Regions from separate parts of the Zea mays genome. Here region 2 is linked to region 1. Evidence: chromatin contacts called from public HiChIP or PLAC-seq data. All regions are on one chromosome and are shown on one strand. The core of a region is the stretch at or near the end of the contact, and the rest is flanking DNA. Distances in the headings are between cores, read along the strand shown.

Evidence for each region. HiChIP or PLAC-seq counts read pairs in DNA pulled down with a chosen protein or histone mark.
Region 2: an H3K4me3 HiChIP or PLAC-seq map of leaf shows a contact between it and region 1, with 7 times the contacts expected there. The contact joins the promoter of LOC100383692 here to the enhancer-like site in region 1. A contact is called at or near these places in 6 of 25 Hi-C or Micro-C datasets (bundle sheath, ear, leaf and 2 more) and 1 of 3 datasets of contacts at active chromatin or transcription factors (leaf).

Annotation. Positions count from the first base shown.
Region 1 is chr7:129,288,408-129,294,190 of Zm-B73-REFERENCE-NAM-5.0, forward strand. No RefSeq gene overlaps it. Among protein-coding and RNA genes, the nearest start is that of LOC100277225, 31 kb to the left of the region's middle. Within about 2 kb of position 3,759, at least 16 of the 20 cell types and tissues checked have an H3K27ac peak or open chromatin away from gene starts, as enhancers often do. A contact at or near this core is called in bundle sheath, ear, leaf and 1 more, where this site is marked.
Region 2 is chr7:129,573,671-129,579,029 of Zm-B73-REFERENCE-NAM-5.0, forward strand. It overlaps LOC100383692, which reads left to right and starts at 1,411. Exons shown (of 3, transcript NM_001176330.1): 1 at 1,411-1,489; 2 at 1,582-1,593; 3 at 1,666-2,960. The coding sequence starts at 1,488. The coding sequence ends at 2,617.

The DNA.
Region 1 (5,783 bases), core at 2,509-5,008:
TCACGCCAGATCTCCGGCGAACAAGAGCACGGCGGGCAGACGAGCAGCAAGACGGCGGGCGGCTAGGGTTTTCACGGAGTGCGCAGAGTAAAGTTCAAAAAAGAGCCGGCCACCGCCCCCTTTTATAGGCAGGGCGCGGCTCTTCGGGAAACCCGCAATCCGACAGAGCGCGGCGCTTCGGGAAACCCGCAATCCAACAGTACGCGGTCCATCAACGGTCACATCAAAAACCCCCGCGGAACCACTTCGAGCGAGGGCAGCGTCTCCGCCATCTAGCGACGTCTTCGGCACCAGGTGACTTTGTCGAACTGGTCCCTCGGAGGGCAGATGTTGGAGCGAAGGCAGAAACTCCACCCTTCGCTCGAAGTCTCCGCTGCTTAGCCGCTGCTCTGACAGAGACAAAGCAGGCACGGACACCCTTCGCTTCGATCGGCACCAGACGAAGACCGGCGACGAAGGCATTCCACAGTGCGGCCTCGTCCAGCTCAGAGGCCCACATGCGTTCCGGCCCATTGTAACGGGCCCTGCGTGGCCGCCGCGTATTACGGGCCTAATTTGTAAAGGTATCCCTGTAATTACAGTCTGTAACCCCGCTTTATAGGAATATTCCGGGAATAGCCTAGGTAGCTGAGGGCACATGCGTCCTTAACACTAGGCGCTGGGCGCTCGGGTACCTATAAATACCCCCACACAGTGCCCGTGAGAGGCCTGGACAATAGAGCTATTTGCCATCCCACGCGTAACCCTACTGTCCACACTGTTCACCCCTGTTGGCTTTCTTGCGACTGAAAGCGAGTTCCAACAAAGAGTCTTGCACCAAACTTGCAGACACTTTCTCTCATAATGGTTCATCTGATGTTGAGGTACATGATCTTATTTCTGAATTGAAGATTTTGAAATTTACTCTTCCAGATGGCATATTGTCTGCTATGGAGATATTCGAGCATGTCAGAGATTTAGATTGCTATCCTAATGTCTCAATCGCTTATCGAATATTATTTACTATGCCTGTGACGGTTGCATCAGCTGAGAGAAGCTTTTCAAAATTGAAATTATTGAAGAACTATTTGAGATCAACAATGACTCAAGATAGATTAAATGGTTTGACAATTCTGTGCATTGAGAAGAAGATGTTGGATGATATTGATCTTAATGGTATAATCGACGACTTTATATCACAAAATGTTAGAAGAAATTTTTAGCATGATATCATGTGACATGTGACAAGTAAGTGTTATGGCTCTAATTTATATTTGTCATCTTATAAACTTTAAGGCGTGTCATAGACGTTTTTTTATTGAATGTTTAATTATTTATGTTTATAATTATATATATATAGACATATAATGTATATACATGGTGGATGGAACCTCCATAATGAATTTCACCTCAGGCCCCCAAAAAGTCAGGAACGCCCTGGCCCCCAGTTTGATAGCTTGATACGTAGGAGTATATGAAATGAAAGCGCGGAGGCACCAGCATGCATGGCTTCCCAGCTCCCCAAGCTGCTCCAGATATATATGATGAGATGAGATGCACCTGCACTGCACTGCAAGTCCGCAATCACGCAGAAGTTTTAGAATTGTGGTTTGCATGCAGGGTTCGAGGACCTAAACAATTTGGCCTCCAAGAATCAGGAGAAGTGCCGGCCGGGCCGGTGCGGCGCGGGTGTCGGGCAGGCGAGCGCCGACTGAGCTGGGCCGCAAGATCGAAGTGGGCTGGTTTGCACAAGGAAATGCTGAAATGAGATGAATAAACCCCGGAAATCCAGAAGACGCAATGAGATATAGATTTTTTTTTGAAAGTACTTCGAGGATTTAAGAAACAATAGTTAGATGCGTTGCTACTGATTCTATTTATGTTTGAGTATAGTGTATAAAATACGAAGACATATATGTTCTGTTGATACAAAGACAGCTGGGTAGAGTAGCATTAGCACTGAAGACTGAAGTGGCAAGCGAGAAGCGACCCCCTGCCGAGGGAAAAGACGGGGCGAAATCAGCTTGCAGATCATCGCAATTATTTTGTGCTTACGGCACCAGTAACAGCTACGGACTGTGGTCTCATCTCATCCCTCGTTCAAGTCCTCTTCCGGTTGGAACTGGGAAGATCCAACCAACCTTTCTGAATGATTCATGCGCGCATAACTTTCATCCGAAGAAACATGCATTATTAGCCCACGACGCAAAAGCGATGTACCATTGTGCCCCATTCATGCATAGCTTTTGGCAGATGCTTCGAATCCTTCTTCCCCCTTTTGGTTTAATTTTCCTGGCTAGCTTCAAACCCTTTTTCCATTGTACTCAGGCGTAGGACCCGTGTGGTGAATGATGTGAAAAATACATCCCGTGATAATGGCGACAAGGAGGAGGTAAATGAGAGAGCCAACAAATTTTACTTAAAGCCATCTTGCCTTATTTTTTTTTATTTGATCCTCGCACGATCACATTAACCCAAAAATTATTAAATTTGAACAATAAACTCGCAACACTACAGAGAAGATGTTCACAAGAAATCAGCTCAAAATTACAAGGTCTTTACCAGATCATTCAGAATTTATACTGCGCCATTCGGTATTAAAGAACGACATCTTAGCAAAATTGGTCTAAAGACCAAAGCTTTTATTCCAACCTCACAGAGGTTAAACACTTTGCTAAAGTTTACACAGATGGCAAAATTACAAATTTCAGATTAGATCTATGGATCTCACTCATGAGTCTAGAAGAAGGATACAACCTAACAACGATAAAAGAAATGATATGCTTGAAATATCAGATTGGTTGGATTAGACTCCCCATTATTATAGAGCTATTATACATTGACAACTTTTCTCTAGATAATCAGAGTCAAAACACTTGATCCAAAGGCGTATGGTCCAACTCAAGATCTATAGATCTAACGACCACGAGCTGTTTCACGACTTTGATTAATATTGATGCAAACTTCATAATAACGTCGTGTGTTGGCTCTAGTTCCCACCAAAACTTCACTTATGTTTTGAGATCCAAACCCAAATAACCATCTGCCTGATAGTTTTGAGGCCCAAACCGTCAAATCATCTTGACTTAATCAACATGGTCTACTCTTCCACGTATTGTTGCACTTATCAGTGTTTGTGTTAGCTATCATGATCATTCTTTCGTCTTCTCTAGTCACTCAGTCTAAGCTTTGATGTTCGTCCTTTATCGTTGTCAGTCCATCGGCATGAGTCTGCTTAACTTCATATTTGTTGTTGATCACCGCCTCTGTGGTTCACACCTATATATAGGGGTAGTAATGGATCGTGATTCAAATGCTTCTTTACAAAATGGTAGGGTACTAAATAAGTTTTAGTTCAAAAATAAATAGAAATAGGACCCGATCCTAATCAGATCCGATACTTAAATCTTATAGTGTAAAATTTAGAGCATATTGTCACCGCTACCTATATACTACAATACAAGTTGCCCCATCCACTCAGGCATTGAATACTCCACATACTCAACCAAAACCGATTATCTTATTGATAATCACTAATTACATTTGAACACCATTGGTTTATTATATTGGAGCTGTTGATTGGAACAACATATAATATAGTATGGTGTAACTCTTGGTTGGAACAATAACAAAAAAAATTAATGGTAGCTAACAAATATGACTTATCATTGAAGCAAATGAAAAAGGCCCAAGGAAAGTTGCCATGCTCTCTCTCCTGCCAGTAGAGGGGCTCCTTTTGTCCTGTGTCCCTAGTGAGACAACCCATCTAGCCTTTCCTCTTTCCTGCTTTCTATTCTTTTGCGTTGCAAGGGACGAGGACTCAAGGAGTACTACAGGACCCTAGCTTTGTAGGGTTCTTTCTTTCACCCAGAGTCTGAGAAGAGAAGGCTGAGATGCCACTTCTCTTTCCTCTGCCTCCCCCCGTCTCCGTCTTTTCCCGCCCGGCCCCGTCTCTTTTTGTTTCATTAATCTCTGTTGGGCTAGGGCTCTGACATGCCGAGAGAGGCTGAGCCACCACTACGGCGTGAGGGCGATGGGGGCACATGCGCCGGTGGCAATCGTCTGAAAAGGGAGACTCGACAAAGGAAAGGAGAGGAGGGTAGCGTTGCAGCAACTGGCTGGCCGGCCGTCTTTTGGTCACTCACTGCACTGGTGGTCACTGATAAACTGATGATAGGGAAAAGAAGGGGAAATGAGATGTGGAAGTGACCGGGGACGACGTGCGTGTCTCGGTAGGAACTGAACTGAAGTAGGATTGGCACGCACTTGCATGCTCGTTTGCTACGTCAGGAGCAAAGATTCTTTCTGAATTTTTGGCCTTCAGCAAAAATCTGGTAGTAGAGACGATGATGAGGCGACTTTGGTACATCTGTTCCCAGCTGATCCAAGGAGCCATTCGTCGTCTTCTCTAGTCTAGGGTGTGCATTCAGAGTCAGACCGAGAAACCGGCCGGGTTTGGGTTCTCGACCATTTTGAAACTTCTATGATAAAAAATTTAAGACCGGGCGGTACGGTCTTTAAAAAGATAAAACTGAGCCGTTAGATTTTGGTTCAGCCTTCATTGGTGAATGAACTCGTCAACTAACTACTATACAAGTTTATGAGGGCCAAGATATCCATAGATTGATCTACATGGGCAAATATAAGAATGAGCAAGTCAAAAACTAAATTGTCGTCTGGAACCTAAATTGTCATCTACAACATGTTAGAATTTATATGGCCTAGTTCGTCATGTTTGGGAGCATCCAATATTCCCCTCCTCCCAAACAAGCCCTTAGACCCATCATATGCAGAAATTCTAATAAATATCAAAGCAGAAATGCTTCATCGTACAACCTACGACCAGAGCACAATAAACATTAATCTACGACTATGGTTCCCTCTTATTCTGAACTAATAAATCATGAGCCATTAGATGATCCTAGTCATAAATGAGTCTATCATTGGACTCGTATGGGTAGCAGCGCTCATATCAAAGCTTAATTTTTTTTTGAACGAACGGCACGAGATTGTGCACGTTTCTATTAATAAAGAAGAGAGTGAAGCAGTGCCCAAGAGACACCGCAGGAAGGGTACATAGAGGTTACGTAATTACAGCATAGGTAAAAGCGCAAGAAGGTGCTTAGCACCTGCGACACCCCACAGCCTTGCCTCTGCCTTAATTGCTGCTAGCAGATCTGCCACTGACCTCTCTTGCCTTTGGAAGGTGCGGTTGTTCCTTTCCAGCCAAATGTGCTAGACCACCAGTAGGAGCAGGGAGCGCGTTCCCTTTTTGGGCACAGCGACTGAGCCGACCATAAACCACCACTGCTTGATAGAAGTAGAGTCCGGCCAGGTAGCTGGAGCTAAAGGGCCAATGGAGAGCCAAGATGCTAGGGCGTCCCAAATTCTCCTCGAGTAGCGGCAACCAACAATAATGTGATGAGCTGTCTCAGGGTGCCGCTTGCAAAGCGGACAAGAAGGACTGTGCGGCCATCCACGAGCTGCGAGCCTATCAGAGGTCCAAACCCGGTTGCGGATGATAAGCCAAGCGAATAGTTTGCATTTCGATGGCCCCCATGGCTTCCAAATAAGGGCTTTGAGATTGGAACAAGTGTGACCCATGAATTGAATCCGGTAAGCAGAGGCTGCAGAATATTCACCGGAGGCGTTGTAGATCCAATCGATGCGATCCTCTGTGTTCTGCACCAAGGAGACCGAATGAGCGAAGGACCAGAGCTCCACAAACTGTTTTAGATGATCCGCCGTGTGGATCGCGTGAAGATCAATGCGGTTGACCCACGTGCTGTCAGTCAAGGCCTCCC
Region 2 (5,359 bases), core at 161-2,660, 280 kb after region 1:
AGATCGCCACCACGGCCGCCGCCGCCGCCACGACAAAGAAGAAGCGCCGGCCCGCCGGCACACCAGGTAAGCAAATCTAGAGAGAGCCGTCCATATGTCTGCAGTGCAGTCTACATAAGCTCCAGTTGGCTTTGGCTACATGCATGGTAGCTAATAAGCTCGGTGCAGACTCCGAGATCGATCCATCTATCCTGCAACATGTAGTAACGCCCGGTACGCCACTGCTGGCTGCAGACCCGGACGCGGAGGTGGTCTCGCTGTCGCCGCGGACGCTGCTGGAGTCGGACCGGTACGTGTGCGAGATCTGCGGGCAGGGGTTCCAGCGCGACCAGAACCTGCAGATGCACCGGCGGCGGCACAAGGTGCCGTGGAAGCTGCTGAAGCGGGAGGCCGGGGAGGCGGCGCGGAAGCGGGTGTTCGTGTGCCCGGAGCCCAGCTGCCTGCACCACAACCCCTCCCACGCGCTGGGCGACCTCGTCGGCATCAAGAAGCACTTCCGCCGCAAGCACAGCGGCCAGCGCCAGTGGGCCTGCGCCCGCTGCTCCAAGGCCTACGCCGTCCACTCCGACTACAAGGCCCACCTCAAGACCTGCGGCACCCGCGGCCACTCCTGCGACTGCGGCCGCGTCTTCTCCCGGTAAAGCAACGAGCTTCTCCAACCATTGATTTGGGCTCACCAGCATCTCCATAGTCCATAATGCTCAGCTCTAACAAAGATTAGAAAACCTATTAAAAATCAGCTTAAGTTGTTTTTTCTCTCTTTATTTTTCTTCCGTCCGTTGGTTCATCACCGGGTGCACGGCCACGGGCCGGCGGGGGCCGGGGCTATGGGCGGCTACCTTACATCACACTGTAATACAGTGGAGTGCCGGCGGTGGCGCCGGCGCCGGCTCCGGCTCCGGCTCCGGCTCCGCTCTCCTTTTGGTATGTCTGCTATTATTGCGGCATTAACGGGGAAAGAAAAGGGTGGCCCGGCGGCAGAGTGGATCAGAGCACACAATTCCCGAGGGCAGCGCGCCTTCTGTCCTTCCGTCCTCCTATGTGTGCTTGCATGCGTGTGCCGTGTGCGTCGTGCGCATCAATCTCTGCTATGCATTTCCTATTGCTTCCACGGTCCGGCTTGTGTTCCCGATAGGCGCTAGCAGCCGCTGCCTTGGCCCTTGGTCCTGGGGTGTTTCGGCTTTGTGCCCGCGCTGCAGCGGCAAAGGCTACGTCGTCTTGGCGCGCCACTCGATGGCCGCACGGCGCAGCCCCGCCAGGGCCCAAAACTCCAAACCTGACAAGCTGACTCCGAGGACAGCCGGCCTCTTTGGATCCTCTAGCCGGCCGTGCTAGCAGTAGCAGCAGCGACGACGTTAAATTCATCGTTGTCGTCTCACGCTCACACATGCAATAAAGTCTCCCTGGTCACGCACTCACGCTCTTGGCTTTTGTTCTTGAGTTCACGCGGCCATGCACGCATCCTTGCCTCCTTGGTCTTTGCACTCATGTATGTGTGTACTAGCAGTAGCCAAAATGTTCCCCGTTTTTTTTTTTTTTTTGTTTCCGGATGATAATGGAGTGTTTGCTTATTGGTGGCAGGCGAGGAGCGCTGTACGTCCTATCTGAGATGATTATTAGTGCTCTCCGTCTCATCTGATGATGTCGTCTCCATTCAATGTGCAGGGTGGAGAGCTTCATAGAGCACCAGGACACTTGCAACGCCGGGCGGGCACGGGCGGACCCCTCGCCGGCGTGTGGCGCCGGGAGCACCGGTGTGGCTGCTGCTAGTGCTGGGTCGCAGCCGCAGGCGCCGCCGCCCATGTCACTGTCGAGGACCGCGTCGAGCACCAGCCCGTCCAGCGACATTGTCATCAGCCCGGTGGCCGCCTGGCCCGGTTCGTCGGCACCGACGATTCCAAGCCCTGCGACCGCCGCGTTCCACCGGTTCGAACAAGTCCCGTCGCCGCGGACACCGCCATCGGACCACCATCACCGCGGCGGGCACAACCTCGAGCTGCAGCTCATGCCGCCGTCCGGCAGCGGCGTGGTGGGCCGTGGCGCGCCGGGGGTGGCGGAGTACGGCGTCGCGCCACGCACTCCGGCCGCTCCTCCACAGAGCCACCCCGCCACCATGCAGCTGCAGCTGTCCATCGGCGTCTGCGGCGGCGGGGGGTTCGGGGACGAGGCGATGCTGGCAGCGGCGAGGGAGAAAGAGGAGGTGGAGGCGCGGGAGCAGCTGCGGCAAGCTGTGGCGGAGAAGGCGGCGGCGAACGAGGCCCGCGCGCAGGCGAGGCGGCACGCGGAGCTGGCCGAGCAGGAGCTGGCGAGCGCCAAGCGGATGCGGCGGCAGGCGCAGGTGGAGCTGAGCCGAGCCCACGCGCTCCGGGAGCACGCCGTGCGCCAGGTGAACGCGACGCTTCTCCAGATCACCTGCCTCGGCTGCCGCCACAAGTTCCGCGCGCGTCCGCAGCTCCTGGATGCGGCCCTGGGCGCCCCCGAGGTGACCTGCAGCTACATGTCCTCCGTCGTGACAGAAGGCGGCGACGCCGAGGCCGACGATGAGCCGCCCCTCGACGGCAGGGACGGCATGCTGCAGCGGCGCCGACACGCCATGGCAATGGACGTCATCCTCTAGCTAACCTGAAATGAGATGATGGTCTTCGTTTCAAATAGTTTCTTGTGTTTTTGCCGGCAAGACGCCGGGGTTGCATTTGCATTGGCCCCTGCTGTATGAGGTGTATCAGATGCCGATGCCTGATGGTGCGTAGACAGTGGAAGACCCCGCTAGCTCGATCGGGCCAGTGCTGCCTAGACTTCGAGTCCTGTGATGAGAAGGAAGGACCGGAGAGGTAGCCATTAGGCAAGTCCAAGGAGAGACGAAGACGAGGGCTAGCTGCTACTAGCTTACTGTGACGTACGTGCATGGAATCTTTCGGTGTTTGCTTCCTATTGGATCTTGTTGGAAAGAAACATTCATTATATTGCTCATGGAAAGCAAGTTGATGATGCCCTTTGTAAAGGTCTTCAGTAGCCAACAGGGAAATCAAGAATATTTGTCACACCTAAATTCAGCGACTGCAATATAACACCAAATTACATTAATTTGGTTTCTCTCGAGTAAAGCATCAAGAATATTTGAGCAGGAGCGTGCGCGGTTCGTTCGAGGGGCGGAGGGCGCCAAATGGAAGCGGCCGGCCAGGAATGGTGTTGGAAGTGCGAAACCAGATGGAAGAACCTGGGCTGAAACACGAGGGGTTGCCGCGGGAAATACGACGCGCACTAGAGATAATATTCCCATAACTCCCAGCAGGACACACTGTAGCGGCTCAGCAATGGCACTGCCCGCACGAGTAGTCCAAAACAACACGCACAATCACGCGTGCATGTACGCCAGAGACCAGAGAGCCTGACCACGCACACAGAGACACAGTGTCTTCTCTCTCTCGAGTCTCTCTCCATCGACGTCTCCAACTGAAATGATGAAACCCTGCTTCCGGAGGAGGAGGAGAAGGAGGAGGTAGGAGACCAGCTAGGGAATAGTGATGGCCGATGGGCATGGAAACAGATGCGGACGCGCGCATGGTTTTCAGTGCCGGGATGGCTTTCTTTCTCGGTCTATAGCTGCTGACTGCTGATGCTGAGCCTGAGCTGATCCCTCCCAGTCCCAGCCTCTGCCTCGCCTTGTCTGTCATGGCTAGAGATACCCCTGTCTGATCTGTACCGTCTCGTAGCACTGAAAGATATGCAGAAAGCTCTCACAGACCTATCTGCCATCGTCTGCACGTTTGCTAGCTGCTGCATGCGTGCATGTGTGTGCGTGAGCGTGGGGGACGACAGGCGACATGTACGAAGAGCCCAAAGGAGGCAGCTCCTCAGTCATGCTAGCTAGTAGCTAGTGCTGCTTGCTTGTGTTGTGTCAACGGTCTCTACTCTACTCTCTACTACGCACTGTAGTAAACAGTGGTAATCTATTGTACGCTGGCGTCTTTGCCGGCAGAGAACTGATCTTTAGTTTTAGTTAGTGTTTGGCGGGGAACTAATGTGGACAATAGTCTTGGGTTCAACGGCAAGCTCCCCAGCAGGTTCATGTGGCCTACAACCAGCCGGCACCAAAGTTTATCCGCTTTATCCACCTTTCCTTTTCCAATGGCCCTGAACCATATAGTCATTTGAAGCTCTCTATTCTTGCTCTCGGAAAGGAGTTCATGCCCATTATTTGCTTATTAGGCAATTTTTTGAGAGTTTATTCCTCCATCAATTCAAGGGTTCTAAAGGTTAGCGACTTTATTCCTGTCTTTTATTACTAGTATACTCATTCTATGGTTTAGAAATATAGACATTTGTGGTTTTTTAGATTGGGGATAATGAAGTTTTGTTTTATTTATACAGTATTTAAGCTTAGATTAACTTGATAGTTTGCATGTGTAGAAAAAAACTAATAGTAGTTCATCAAAATGATTATCCATCTTATTACACTGCTATTACCGCTCATTTTATGGTTTACAATAGAGAAATTTGTGATTTCTAGATTGCAGGTAATGGTGGTTATCTATTTATATGCCATTTGAGCTCAAATTTATTTGATAGTTTGCACATGTAGAAGAAGAAAGCTTATAATTGTTGATCAAAATGACTATCTACCTTTCATTACTAGTATAGCTCATTTCATGGTTTAGAATTGGAGAGATTTTTGGGGTGGATTGGGAATGATGGTGGATTTTTTTATTTATACACCACTTTAGATTGAGGAAATTACTTCATAGTTTGCATATGTTGATATAGTTTATTTATCATAGTTGATGTAAATGAGTATATAGTAGCTAGATGGTGTCCCCGTCTAAGTTCTTGGCCTCGCAAGGAGTTTATGACTGGCTAAGACCATATCTTCCTGTCATGCATGCGAGGAGTGTAATAAGATGACCGTGTTGGGGTATAGAGTGAAGAAGTGTCCTAACTCGAGTTGCATCTTCTACAATTGTCTAGATCACAATATGAGTTCTCTTTTGCCATGTTTTTTTTGGTTTGTAGATATTTTTGTTATGATTTGGATTATTAGTTCTTGATTAATTTGGTCTTCTAATTTCAATGGGACAGTACTACATTTAAATGTTGGTACTAGAAAGAAGAGTATGTCAAGCATGTGCAAAAAGCGACTCAAGAGGCTGATGAGAGTGCATCGATGCATAAAGATGTGAACCGGCATAACAAGGCCATCAATGTACAACGTTGATCGACACTCCTAAGACTTCATTGACCACGTGCACCATTTCTTAATTAGCGTGGCTAAGGAAAATAAGCAGAATGGTTTCATATGTTTCCCATGTGTTCTCTATAAGAACATGAAGGATTATGCTTCCTAAACGACCCTTCAGGAACA